Linked DNA regions of Mus musculus: region 1 is linked to region 2. Evidence: chromatin contacts called from public promoter capture Hi-C data. All regions are on one chromosome and are shown on one strand. Each heading gives the region's core, a stretch centred on a gene start, on an enhancer-like site or on the middle of the called end of the contact. The rest is flanking DNA. Distances are from core to core; before and after follow the strand shown.

The links. Promoter capture Hi-C pulls out the DNA fragments that hold promoters and counts their contacts.
Region 1: a contact with region 2 is called in a promoter capture Hi-C map of maxillary cranial neural crest. The contact joins the promoter of Farsa here to the promoter of Adgre5 in region 2. A contact is called at or near these places in 4 of 39 promoter capture datasets (cranial neural crest, liver, maxillary cranial neural crest and 1 more), 1 of 484 Hi-C or Micro-C datasets (B cells), 2 of 115 datasets of contacts at active chromatin or transcription factors (embryonic forebrain and thymic regulatory T cells) and 1 of 9 other capture datasets (liver).

What each region holds. Positions count from the first base shown.
Region 1 is chr8:84,854,528-84,860,311 of GRCm38.p6, reverse strand. Farsa (phenylalanyl-tRNA synthetase, alpha subunit) reads right to left here and starts at 3,326. Exons shown (of 13, transcript NM_025648.3): 1 at 3,131-3,326. The coding sequence starts at 3,277. It overlaps 1700122E12Rik (a long non-coding RNA gene), which reads right to left. Exons shown (of 3, transcript XR_106144.5): 3 at 3,647-5,081. It also overlaps the pseudogene Gm5911.
Region 2 is chr8:83,739,102-83,745,856 of GRCm38.p6, reverse strand. It overlaps Adgre5 (adhesion G protein-coupled receptor E5), which reads left to right and starts at 4,546. Exons shown (of 20, transcript NM_011925.2): 1 at 4,546-4,750. The coding sequence starts at 4,720. Gm46046 (predicted gene, 46046) reads right to left here and starts at 4,571. Exons shown (of 2, transcript NR_168527.1): 1 at 4,241-4,571; 2 at 212-380.

The DNA.
Region 1 (5,784 bases), core at 2,077-4,576, 1.1 Mb before region 2:
CTCATTCTCCCGTTTTGGGACTATTGGTTGCATACTAATGTTCTTATCTGAAACAATTCTTTTCTTTTTTTCAGATTTCTTCTTCTTCTTTTTCTTAATTTACATGTATGTGGGTGCGCCTGCATGGGTTTATGGACACCATCTACCCTTAGGATGGAGAGGCCAGAGGCTTCAGATCCCTTGGAGCTGTGATTAGTGTGGATGCTAGGACCCAAACCCAGGTGCTCTGGAAAAGCAGCCAGTGCTCTTAATCACTGAGCCTTATTTCCCGCCCCATAGACAAACTTTTGCTTTGTTTTGGAGACCAGGTTTCTCTGTGAAGCCTTGGCTGTTCTGAAACTTGCACCCTAGACCAGGCTGGCCTCAAACTCGGAGCTCTACCTGCCTCTTCCTAACAAGTGCTGGGATTGATGGCATGGCCACCACCAACCCGGTTCAGACAAGTTCTTTTTCAGTGCTAGGAATGAGACACTGGGCATGCTAGAGGAGCCTTCTGCCACTGCAGCACACCCTGAGCCTTTGTGCCTTCCTCTTCCTTCTGTGTGTGCAGTGTGTAAGCACATGGGATGAACAGGTACACATGTGCTTGGTGGACAGAGGAAGCCAGTCACACTCTATCACCCTTTGCTTGTTCCCTTGAGAGGGTCTCACAAAGAAACTCGAGCTCACCATTTTTCATCTACGCCGGTACCAAGCCCATCCTAACAACCCTTCTGTCTCCAGAGCTCCAGGTTACTGGGCTCGAGAGGCCATGCTGAGCTTTTACACATGTGCGTGGATCTGACTTCAGGTCGTATGCCAAGTGCTCCTTCTGACTGAGCCATGTCCCCCTAATCTTGTATCTTGACTGCACATGTCTTTCATCATTTATACACAGGCTGCTAAAAGCACTTTTCTTTAATTTTACAGAAAGGCTTGAACAAATGGCCTTTCTATAATATACCAAAGTATACCCAACTCTAACTCCTAAACCGATGCAGTACTTGTTTACAATGTAAAGGCTTGGGCTGGAGAGATGGCTCAGCGGTTGAGAGCACTGACTGCTCTTCCCGAGGTCCTGAGTTCAAGTCCCAGCAACCATATGGTCACTCACAGCCATCTGTAATGGGATCCAATGCCCTCTTCTGGAGTGTCTGAAGACAGCTACAGTGTACTCATATAAATAAAATAAATAAATCTTTAGTCGGGTGGTGGTGGCACACGCCTTTAATCCCAGCACTCGGGAGGCAGAGGTAGGTGAATTTCTGAGTTCGAGGCCAGCCTGGTCTACAAAGTGAGTTCCAGGACAGTCAGGGCTACACAGAGAAACCCTGTCTCGAAAAACCAAAAAAATAAAAATAAAAAAATAAAAAATAAATTTAAAAAAATAATAAATCTTTAAAAGAAAAAAAAGAATTTAACGGTTTAATGGCAAAGATCAGGGGAGAAAAGAATATCGAAGTTTATTTTAAATAATTGGCTGAAAAATAAAATCAAGAAAGCCATGAGCCGTATCCCTGGCACCTATATCATATTCCCCATCTATCCACAACACTGAGGACTGCAGTGTGTACAACTAGTGACGTTTGCTGGGTCACTACACTAAGCACCAGCTGTCTTATGTGCAAGACCCAAAAACAATGTCAGCATCCTAAGATTATGGCAAGGACTACAGAACAGAGCTGAACTTGAGTACAGAACTTGTGCTCAAGAAATAAACAACCGAGAGCCTGGCCTCATGGATCTTGCTTCCTGAGTGGTCCACAAATCCCTCGTCATTCATTTCTTCCTAGTATGTTTGCCAATGCTGGAAGGATGGGTTTCCTCTCTGCCCCTCTTCCTTACCCTGAATCTTGGGTCACCTGCCTCCCCATATCGGACACTATGCCCTCCAGTTTAGGGATGTTCCAGCCTCAGCTCTCAGCTCCCCACCCCAGCTCTCAGTTTAGCCTGGTATTCCTTCTGAAAACTAATACAGAGAATACAATCTGGCTGGCTACAACTCCTAGTATAGTTCTCCATTCTTCTCCTGAGATAAAGACACACAAAGCAGGCTGTGCATGGTGGTAAAATCGTGTAATCTTAGCTGTTGGGAACCTGAGGTAAGGAAAGCTCGTGAACTCATACACAGTGAGTTCAAGGCCAGACTGGACAGTGAGGGCCTGTTTCAAGGTTAAAAAGTATCCCAGCATTCGAGAGGCGGAGGCAGGTGGATCTCTGTGAATCTGAGGCTGGACTGGCCTACATAGTGGCTTACAGCATATCCAGGGCTATGTAAGGAGACCCAGCCTGAAAAACTGAACAAAGACAGTAAAAACCTACAAAAAATTTTTAAAAAGAAAAAAGTACAAAGTGTGGTGGAGAGGTGCTTCAGTGGTTTAAGAGCAATAGCTCCTGCAGAGGAACCAGGTTCAAGTCCCAGCACCTACATGGAAGCTCACAGCCATCTATGACTTAAGTTCCCACCCTCTTCTGGTTTCCTCCAGCTTGTGGTGCACATAACTTAGGCAGGCACACATATATACATAAAAAACAATAACTCTAAGAGGGTGAGTATTGGTGGCATAAGCCTTTTATCCCAGCTCTCTGAAGACACATGGATCTTGGTAAATTGGAGGCCAGCCTGGTCCAGATAGCAACCATATTTTTAGGGTGTAGCTTTTGACTAGCAGCAGAAGGCCCTAACATGGAGATAAAAGGGGAAAACAGGAACCTTACAGAACCATTTAATTCTGCCCTGATGGTCTCTGCGGCCTATAATCCCACACCAATGCCCTGCCACTGATGTCTTGGATGCCATCGTTTTCCTCCATTGGCCTCGAGTCAGTTTCCATCTGTACCTGATCCCGGCTCTCTGTCCCGCAACGCTAAGTCAACTGTCACAGCTAGTTCTCTGAGCCTTCATATCACTCTGGTCATTTGTGTTTCCCCATTAGATTGCAACCCCTTTCCGGGAAGCGACTCGTCTTGTCACACCCCTACATGTGCCATGTTTTCGCCTTAACAGACATTAGTCACTTGAGAAACGAAAACTGTTCCAGACTTCCCACCAGCGCACCCCACGGTGCACCAGCACGTAATGTCCCTTCACCAGAAATAATGGGGCTGCCGGTATGAAAGCGAGGCCGAGCCGCGGCACGCCTGGACTCACCTCACCCAGAGCTTGAAGGCTCTTCACTGCGCCCACCACCGCCTGGTGCTCCACACCCAGCTGCGTAGCCAACTCCGCGCTGTCCAGACCGCCATCAGCTACCTCCAGCCGCCGCAGCAACAGCTCCAAAACGGGATTATCCGCCATGGCTACTCCCAGCGTGCTTGGCGTGTGCAGGCCGCCGGACCTGACTAGGGGACCGGAACTGGAACCGGAAGTCGCGATAGCGCGTGCGTTGCCATTTTTAGTGTGGCGCAAAGGGCGACTTGGAAGCTGGTCGTCGCCATCTTAAGTGTGGCAAATGAGCCTCAAATGTACTTAAGGGATTCAGGATGCTGCATGTAGTTTGACCCCAGTGGCTTTTAGTTAACTAGTGAAGTCAATTTGATGACTTGAAGGGCAAAAGTAGTTTTCTTTTGGGATTTTTGTTTTATATCTTGAAACAGGTCTTCTTTAGCAGAGGCTAGACTTGACCTCCTCATCTCCTGCCTACTTCTCCCAAGTGCTAGGATTACAGACAATCACTCTAAGGCTTGACTGAAATTCTATTGGTTTCCCCCAATAATTTTCATCCAGCCACCACTAGCAGGCTCAGATCACTGCCATCCTTCAAGAATTCTCAGCCGGGCAGTGGTGGTGCGTGCCTTTGATCCCAGCACTTGGGAGGCAGAGGCAGGCAGATTTCTGAGTTCGAGGCCAGCCTGGTCTACAGAGTGAGTTCCAGGACAGCCAGGGTTACACAGAGAAACCCTATCTCGAAAAACCAAAAAAAAAATTTTTTTAAAAATCTCTCTTACCTAGAGAGAAGGTGGCACTGAGTGGTGGGCTTCAGGCATGACCATTCTATTGATGTTTTTGTTGTTTTAGATTTATTCACTTTATTTTTATGTGTGAGGTTTTTGTCTGTATATATGTCTATGCACCATATGTGTGCATGGTGGCCTCAGAGGTCAGAAGATGGCCATCAGATCACATGGAACTGAAGCTTTGGAAGTTTGTGAACCATCAAGTGGATTCTGGGAATTGAACTATGGTCCTATGCAAGAGAACTTAACAGCTTAATACTTAATATTTAACAAGCGCTCTTAAGAGCTGAGCCATCTTTCCAGGGCCCCACTCTACAGATGTTAACTTTTTTTACATTTTCAAAAGGAATCTGGGTAGGGAACCATATATGTTTAGGGAGGAGGGATTCACTTAAGACAGTCACAAAGCCTGCTGACCTGCATGGAGTACTTCAGGGATTTTAAGTTCTCCCTAAAATTCATAATGTAGATACTATATAAATCTCTTCTACTTTACAAGAGAAAAAATGAGGCTTGGAGTTAGAGAGATGGCTCAGTACTTAAGAGCATTGACTATTCCTCCACAAGTCCTGAGTTCAAATCCCAGCAACCATGTGGTGGCTCACAACCATCTGTAATGAGATCGGATGCCCTCTTCTGGTGTGTCTGAAAACAGCTACAGTGTATATATATTAAATAAATCATTAAAAAATGAGGCTCAACTCTCTTTGCCCCATCTACTGCGAGAATGAAGACCATTCTCAGCAATCAGACTGTCGACATTCCAGAAAATGTCGACATCACTCTGAAGGGGTGCACAGTCATTGTGAAGTGGCCCCAGGGGGACTCTGTGGAGGGACTTCAATCACATCAATGTGGAGCTGAGTCTTCTTGGAAAGACAAAGAAAAGGCTCCGGGTTGACAAATGGTGGGGTAACAGAAAGGACCTGGCCACTATCAGAACCATCTGCAGTCATGTTCAGAACACTATCAAGGGTGTGTTACACTGGGCTTCTGTTAGAAGATGAGGTCTGTATATGTTCATTTCCCTATGAACATCATTGGTTGAAATCCGAAATTTCTTGGGTGAAAAACCCATCTGCAGGGTTTGGATGAGGCCAGGTGTTGCTTGTTCTCTCTCTCAAGCCCAGAAGGATGAGTTAATCCTTGAAGGAAATGACATTGAACATGTTTCTGATTCAGCCACTCTGATTCAGCAAGCCACAACAGTTTTAGGATGGCATCTCTGTGTCTGAGAAGGGGTGAGGAGCTCTCAGTTTCCTGACTCCAGAAACAAGATCCTGATCACAAGTACAATTTGGGCTCTTTTAGGAGAATAAAAGACTTATATATTGAAAAAAAATGAGGCTCAGAGGCAAGAATGTCAGCCTACAGGGAGTGATTGATACAACCAGAAAAATCATAAACCCTCCGGCTTCTCTGTGCTCTCAGGAGATCAATGTAATAATATCACATTGACACTTTTTACAAACTGTCATAGCTGGGGGGCTGGGAGGGAGGAAGGTGGATTAGGTAGTGTGGGGCATACACTTTTAATCCCAGCACTCACAAGACAGAGACAGACAGATCTCCAAGTTCAAGTCCAGCCTGGTCTACAGAGCAAGTTCCAGGATACCCAGGGCTACACAGAGAAACCCTGTCTCAAGAAACCAAAAACCAACCAACCAACCAACCAACAAAACTTCCAAACAAAAAACCAAAACAAACCTTGGATCTCATCCATATGTGATCCTGTGACTCAATGTGGGGGTTAAAAAACAACTGGCAGGTCTCTGTCTTCTCTGCCCTGGGAGCAGCCCTCCTGCCTTGGCCCCTCACCCCTGAAAATGTACGCCTGCTCCAAGTTCG
Region 2 (6,755 bases), core at 3,297-5,796:
CTGTGTAACACCCTGAGAGCAGACCCTCCCAGGGGCTAGGGACCGGGGTCAGTGGTGAGCATTTGCAGGCATGCTTCAGAGCCTGAAAGTCTTCCCTAGTGCCGAGAAAACGCACACCACCAACAGAACACAAGCCAGGTACCCAGTAAGTGCCAGATAACCTCTGTAAGACCTGTGACAACATCAGTAATGTGATTAAAGACTCACCAAGCAGGGTGACGCACAACTTTAATTTCAGCAGGCAGGAGAAAGACAAATCTCAGTGAGTTTAAGGCCAGCCCGATCTACGCAGTGAGTTCCAGGCCAGTCAGGTCGTGTGGTGCCTCAGGTGTGCATAGTCAGCTGCTGTGGACAGTCAGAAGCAGCCCTGCATCTCACCCCTGGGATTAAAACAAAAGTATACTCTTACAATATTCCTGTGTTTTTAAAGAAACCAAATTCCAGAATTCTCACTACAGAAATCAGATTTTTTTTCCTGTTTTGTTTTTAAAGTTTTATCTTTATTTTATGTATATGTGTGTTGGCCTGTGTATATGTCTGTGCACCACATGCCTGCCTGGTGCCTAGGGAGGTCAGAAGAAGGTATTGGGTCCCCTGGAACAGGAGTCACAGATATTTGTGAGCCACCATGTGGGTGCTGGGAAGCAAACCCAGGTCTTCTGGAAGAGCAGCAAGTGCTCTTAACCGCGGTGCCATCTCTCCAGCCTATTTATTTTGTATGAAACCCACTCCGTCTATAACCCTGGTTGGCCTGGAATTCCCAGCAATCCTCTTGCCTTTGCTCCTGAGTGCCGGGATGACTCTGGTGGGCCACCACACTTGGCTTTTGTTTGTTTGTTTGTTTTGTTTTTGAGACAGTATCTCATGTAGCTCTGGCTAACCTTGAATTTGATGTGTGCAATAGTCAGAGTTCTCTAGAATAACAAAGGTGATAGCATGAGTATTTCATGGGCTTTATTAGAGTGGCTTACAGGTGGTGGTTCAGGTAAGCCAACAATGGCTGTGTGCTGACAGTCCAAGAATCTAATAGTTGCTCAGTCTATGAAGCCGGATGCCTCTGCTGGTCTTCAGTATGTCTCAGAATCCCAAAGGCTCTAATGTCAGTGAAGGAACAAACTTCCCAGTGACAATGAGGACAGGCAGACCTAGGAGAAGAGCTTCCTTCTTCCATGCCCTTTATATAGGCTGCTGTCGGAAGGTGTGGCCAGATTTAAGATGGGTCTTCCGAGTTCAGACGATCTAATCAGCTAAAAATATCTCTCACAGGTGTGCTGTTGTCTTGGGCTTTTCATTTATTTCAGAGGTAGTCAAGGTGACAACAAGGACAGCCATCACACCTTGTGAACTAGTCTCTTGTCTTGAACTCATAATGCCCCTGGCTCTACCTTCCTAGTGCTGGGATAACAGACATGAGCTGCCATGCTTGGTTTAATCTTCATTCAACAGACAGGACGAATCAAGTCCCAGGGAGGCTCTGCCTGCCAGGGCGTCTGTGGGGACATTGAGCCCTGAGGTTATACCATTTTTTGGAGGAAAAAAAAAAGGTCCAAATTCCACTTAAGACTAGGAATGGCCATTCCCCTCCCAACCTCCTCTCTGCTGGCTCTTGCGCAAACCCCAAGGGATTAAACCTTGAACTAAGTAAGGCACAGTCATCTATCAGCAACTCATTCCTAATGTGGCCGCTGGTCACTTTTCACCTATGAATTACTATGTATCACACATTTTCTTTCTTTCTTTTTTTAATCCACACACCAAGGTTTAAAGAGAAACTTAGGTCATGCTTAGAATTCTTGGCCCTGGTCTTCATCCCACAAACCTGAAGCTTCCTGGCCTTTTCATTGACTTGAAAATGGGAAGAAGGGGGCTGGTGAGATGGCTCAGTGGGTAAGAGCACCTGACTGCTCTTCCGAAGGTCCAGAGTTCAAATCCCAGCAACCATATGGTGGCTCACAACCATCTGTAATGAGATCTGACTCCCTCTTCTGGTGTGTCTGAAGACAGCTACAGTGTACTTACATATAATAAATAAATAAATCTTAAAAAAAAAAAAAAGAAAATGGGAAGAAATGGTTTAGTGTAAGGCCAGGAAGGGAGATACACCAGGATGCAATTGTCAATATTTTTTAACCCTTCTAAATAGAGAAAGAAAGATACATACATGTGACAGTCAATGAATTGAATTATAATACCATTATAATTAACACGGTAAAAATAAAGATTTAAAGTTATTTAAAATTTAAAAGCTATGTAAGAAACTGACTTTTTTCCAAATAAAATATTTATTTTATTTTTACAAAATGTTTCTTCTTAGTAGGGCAGTGGTGGTGCACGTCTTTAATCCCAGCACTTGGGAGGCAGAGACAGGCGGATTTCTGAGTTCGAAGCCAGCCTGGTCTACAGAGTGAGTTCCAGGACAGCCAGGGCTACACAGAGAAACCCTGTCTCGGAAAAAAAAAAAAAAAGTTGTTTTTTCTATGTGTTCATTTGACAGGAATACTGTGTCTTTATTTTTGTTATTAATTTTCAGTTTGTCCTTTATCAGTTTTGCCTGCTTGTTTTATCTGTGTACCAAGTGTATGCGGTGCCTGGGGAGACCAGAAGATAGCATCGGCTCCCCTGGGACTGGAGTTACAGAATTCTGGGAATCTAACCCTGTTTCCGAAGAGCAGCCAGTGTTCTCATCTACCAGTGATCCATCTCTCCAGCCCCAGTAGCACACATGGTCTGCAACTTCCTTTTATCTTTTCTCTCACACTGTGGATCAGGAGAGCCACAGACTCCCAGCAACCCTCTTGCCTCAACCTCGTGAGCTCTGCCATTACAGGTTGTGCGCCATCATAGTTCGCTACAGTCATCTCTCAGAACTTGGAGTTTATTTTTATTTTTATTCTTTGTTGTTTTGTTTTTGAGACAGAGTTTCTCAGTGTAACAGCCCTGGCTGCCCTGATTCACTCTGTAGACCAGGCTAGCCTCCAAATCACAGAGATCCACCTGCCTCTGCCTCTCAAGTGCTGGGACGAAAGGTGTGCGCCACCATGGCCCAACTTGAACCCAGAATTTACTAAGGTAAAAGGAAGGCCTGACACCCCTGGTAGTTTATGCCTGTGATCCCAGCAGGCTTAGGCTTTGGAGACAGGAAGTCAGGAGTTCAGTGCCATCCTAGGCTACATAGAGTTGAAAGACAGCCTGGGCTGTTTGAGACCAGACCGTGTTTCAGAGAAAAAAAGAAAAAGAAAATCAATATTTTGAAAAATCACTAGATGTGTCTGAGAATGTAGTTCCCTTGGTAGAGTGCTTGTCCAGCATACACAAAGCCTTGGGTTTGGCATTCTTCCCGCCCCCAACACACACACATGAAAAGAAACCATAGTTACACAAGTAACTCAAACAGGAAGCCAGTGTACATCACATGACTCTCTATAGACTGTGGCAAGGTCAGTGCGTGTAACCAAAAAGCCCTGCCGTGGTAAGCCATGTCCCGTGGTCAAAGCTCTCTCTTCCTCTATTTTAAGTCCTTATTACGTTTTTTGTTTGTTTATTTGTTTTGGCTTTTTGAGACAGGGTTTCTCTGTGCAGTCCTGGCTGTCCTGGAACTCACTCTCTAGACCAGGCTGGCCTCGAACTCAGTAATCCGCCTGCCTCTGCCTCTCAAGTGCTGGGATTACAGGCATGCGCCACCACTGCCCGGCCCCTTATTACGTTTTATTTATTGACTTGTTTATTTAGTGTTTGGGTTTGTGTGTGGCACCGTGTGCCCGTGAAGGTCAGAGGACAACTTCCAGGAGTTGGCTCTCTCCTTCCATCATGGAGGTCCTGGGTATCAGAAATCAGGTCGTTAGGTTTTGGGGCAAGTGCCTTTACCCGCTGAACCATCTTGGTAGCACTTCCCTCCCCCACTTTATTATTTTTTATTTTTGCGATAGACTCATGCTTCGTAGGCCTGGCTGGCCTGCAACTCTTAAGTGGCCAAAAACGGCCTCCGGTTTAGCCTCTGCTTTCCAGAGAACGGTATTAGTATAGGCCAACGCAGCCATGCCATGACCCCTTGTCTTTTTGGGCAAGGTCTTTTGTAGCGCGGGCAGGCTTCAAAAGCGACAAAACGGAGGATGAGTTGAACTCCTGATTAGTGCTGGGATTACAGGCTAGCGGTCCTCTGCCGGCTTATGTGGCTTTGAGGCTAGACAGGGCCTCGGGCAGGTTAAGCAAGCACTGCGCACACTGAGCCGCATCTCCAAACCTTGATGTCTCTCGTTCCTGGACAGTCAGCCCGGCAGGACCCTCAGTCCTCTTCTGGTTCTTATTTGGCCCCTGGCTTCTCTGAACTTCAGTTTCTCTCTTGGAAAAGAAGCCGACAAGTCCTGCTGATGGGAAAGGCGAGGGTCGCCCAGGACATCGTTCGGGTGGGAGCTCCACCCAGCTCTGTCCGATGTGCCTGGTCCCCGTCCCAGGACGCCTGAACCACACCACCCAGCTCCCCGCGGGGGCGGGTGTCGGAGCCGCGCGCGGGGGGGGGGGGGGAGGAATGTTGCGTTTGTTCCAGACGCGGGCGCGCGGCGCGCCCTGGGTCTGTTTCCCCGGCACTTTCCTGTTACTTTCCAGCGGGGAGGACAGTTCCGGGGAGGGCCCTGCTCACGCCCGCTGCATAAAAGCCCAGCCCAGCCGGCCGCCACAGCCCTCTATCAACCCCAGACGCTGTCCGTTCCGTGCCGCGCCACCATGAGGGGCGTCAGATGCCCCGGCCTGCTTGGTGAGACCTCGGGGTTGCGCGGAGCCGGGAGGGAACTCGCGGGACGTGGCCAGGAGGGGCAGGGACAGTCGAAGCCGGCGCACCTGTGCGCCCCAGAGGGCTCTCCAGGGGGTGTCAGATCCTAATGGGCTTGAGTGTTGCCAGTTTGGAGACTAAGAGGGAGAAACTGAGGCACGGGGGCAGTTAAAGAGGGTAACAAAGCAGGCATGGTGTCACAGGGCATTAGGGAGGCTGAGGCAGCAGGGTCACCAATTTCAGGTCAGCTTGTGCTACACAGCAAGACCCTGTCTCAAAAGAACAAAAGAAAAAGAAATGCAGGCTAGAGGCTGGGGTGGTGCCGAGGTCAAGAGCATTAAGAGAGGACCTGGCTGGGTCCCAGCACCTATATGGTGGCTCACAAGTGTCTGTAACTCCAGTTCCTGGGGATTCACACTGTCTTCTGCATCCACGGGCAACAGACATGCAGTGCACAGACATACATGCAGTGTACAATAATACATGCAGTGCACAAACATACATGCAGGCAAAACACATACAGTTTAAAAAAAAAAAAAGCTAAAAAGAACTGTAGGTTAAAGTACACTTTGCAAACTGTTGCCCAAACAGACGCTCTCAATGTGAAGAGAAACCCACGTGAGGGTGCCCATTTCTTCGAGGGTGGGAACTCCCCCTGCCCCAGTCTGTCCCCTGCTGTCTCCGTGCCAGGAACAGGCAGAGAATCTCCTTGGGACTTGTCTGGGACGGAGCTGCTGGCTGAAAGGAACTTACCAGGCTGTGGTTTGAACTTGGCTTTCATCATGACTTTCCCGCCCCACCCTGGGTGCCTCAACCGTTGTTTGATGGCTAAGTCACCTAAGTAACTTGACAACAAACAGTGAAAAAATGGAACGGGGCACCAGCTGGAGTTACCCCAAGATATGGAACTTGGGGCACAAACTGGGGTCACCCTAACCACAATGACTGGCCTGAGTGCTAGTGACAGGTGGCAGGCAGCTCAGTAGCCATGGACCTAGAACCAGGAAATAGAGTCCCAGGGTGTCACAGTTGGTGGCAAACAGCTGCAGGGGCCTGCCTGGCTGTCACTAAGCTGGGTCACAGTGACTTTGGGCTGCACTTTCCTCCTCTGTAAAATGGAACAAGACCAGCTGTATTTTACCATATTGTTTCAAGGGCCAAGAGTTTGTGTACAAACTTTCTGGTTTACAGTTTGAATTAACTGAACATGTGGGTGTGGTGTCTGTGTCTGCTATCAGAGTACCTAGCGAGTAGAGGCAGGAGGGTCAAAAGTTCAAGGTCATTCTCTGCTGTATACTGAGTTTGAGACCACATGATACCTTGTCTTCAAAACCAACCAAGCAGCCTCGCTAGTTGGATTCTCAGGTTTTGAATCCCAGTATTAGAGAGGCGGAGGCAGGAGGCTTCCATGATCCTGGGAGTTGGAGGCCAACCTGGTCTACATAGTAAGTTCCAGGCCAGCCGGAACTACACAATGAAATACTGCAGGAAGCACAAAGGCTGCCCTACCCCCACTTCTGGATTCTCTAAGCAGGAGTCCCTTGGCTCCAGTCTGAGCTTGGGAAGTTGAACCAGATGTGTCTGGGAGCAGAAGGGAACGGCTCTGCTCCCGTTTGATTAATTTCCAAGTCTCCAGATGTAGGCGGTCTGGCTGATGCCTTTAGCATGGTGGGGTAGAGCCCAGCCCAGCCCAGGGGACAAGGAACCCCCCTGACTTGGGTAACTATTACTTGAGTCTACTGTCCTTTCTCTGGCCTGGTTTGATCACTCATCTTTTTTCCAAGCTCCAAGCCCTAGCTTCTCTTTGTGTAGATTGGACATAGCCCCGCCCCTACCTCCTGATCTTCCTGATGGCTGATGTTACTCTGAGTCTGTTTGTTTGGTTTTTTGTTTTTTGCTTTGTTTTTGTAAACAAGCTTTCAAAGTGGCTAAAATGACCTTAAACTTCTGGTCCTCCTGCCTCTACCTCTGAGTGCTGAGATTACAGATT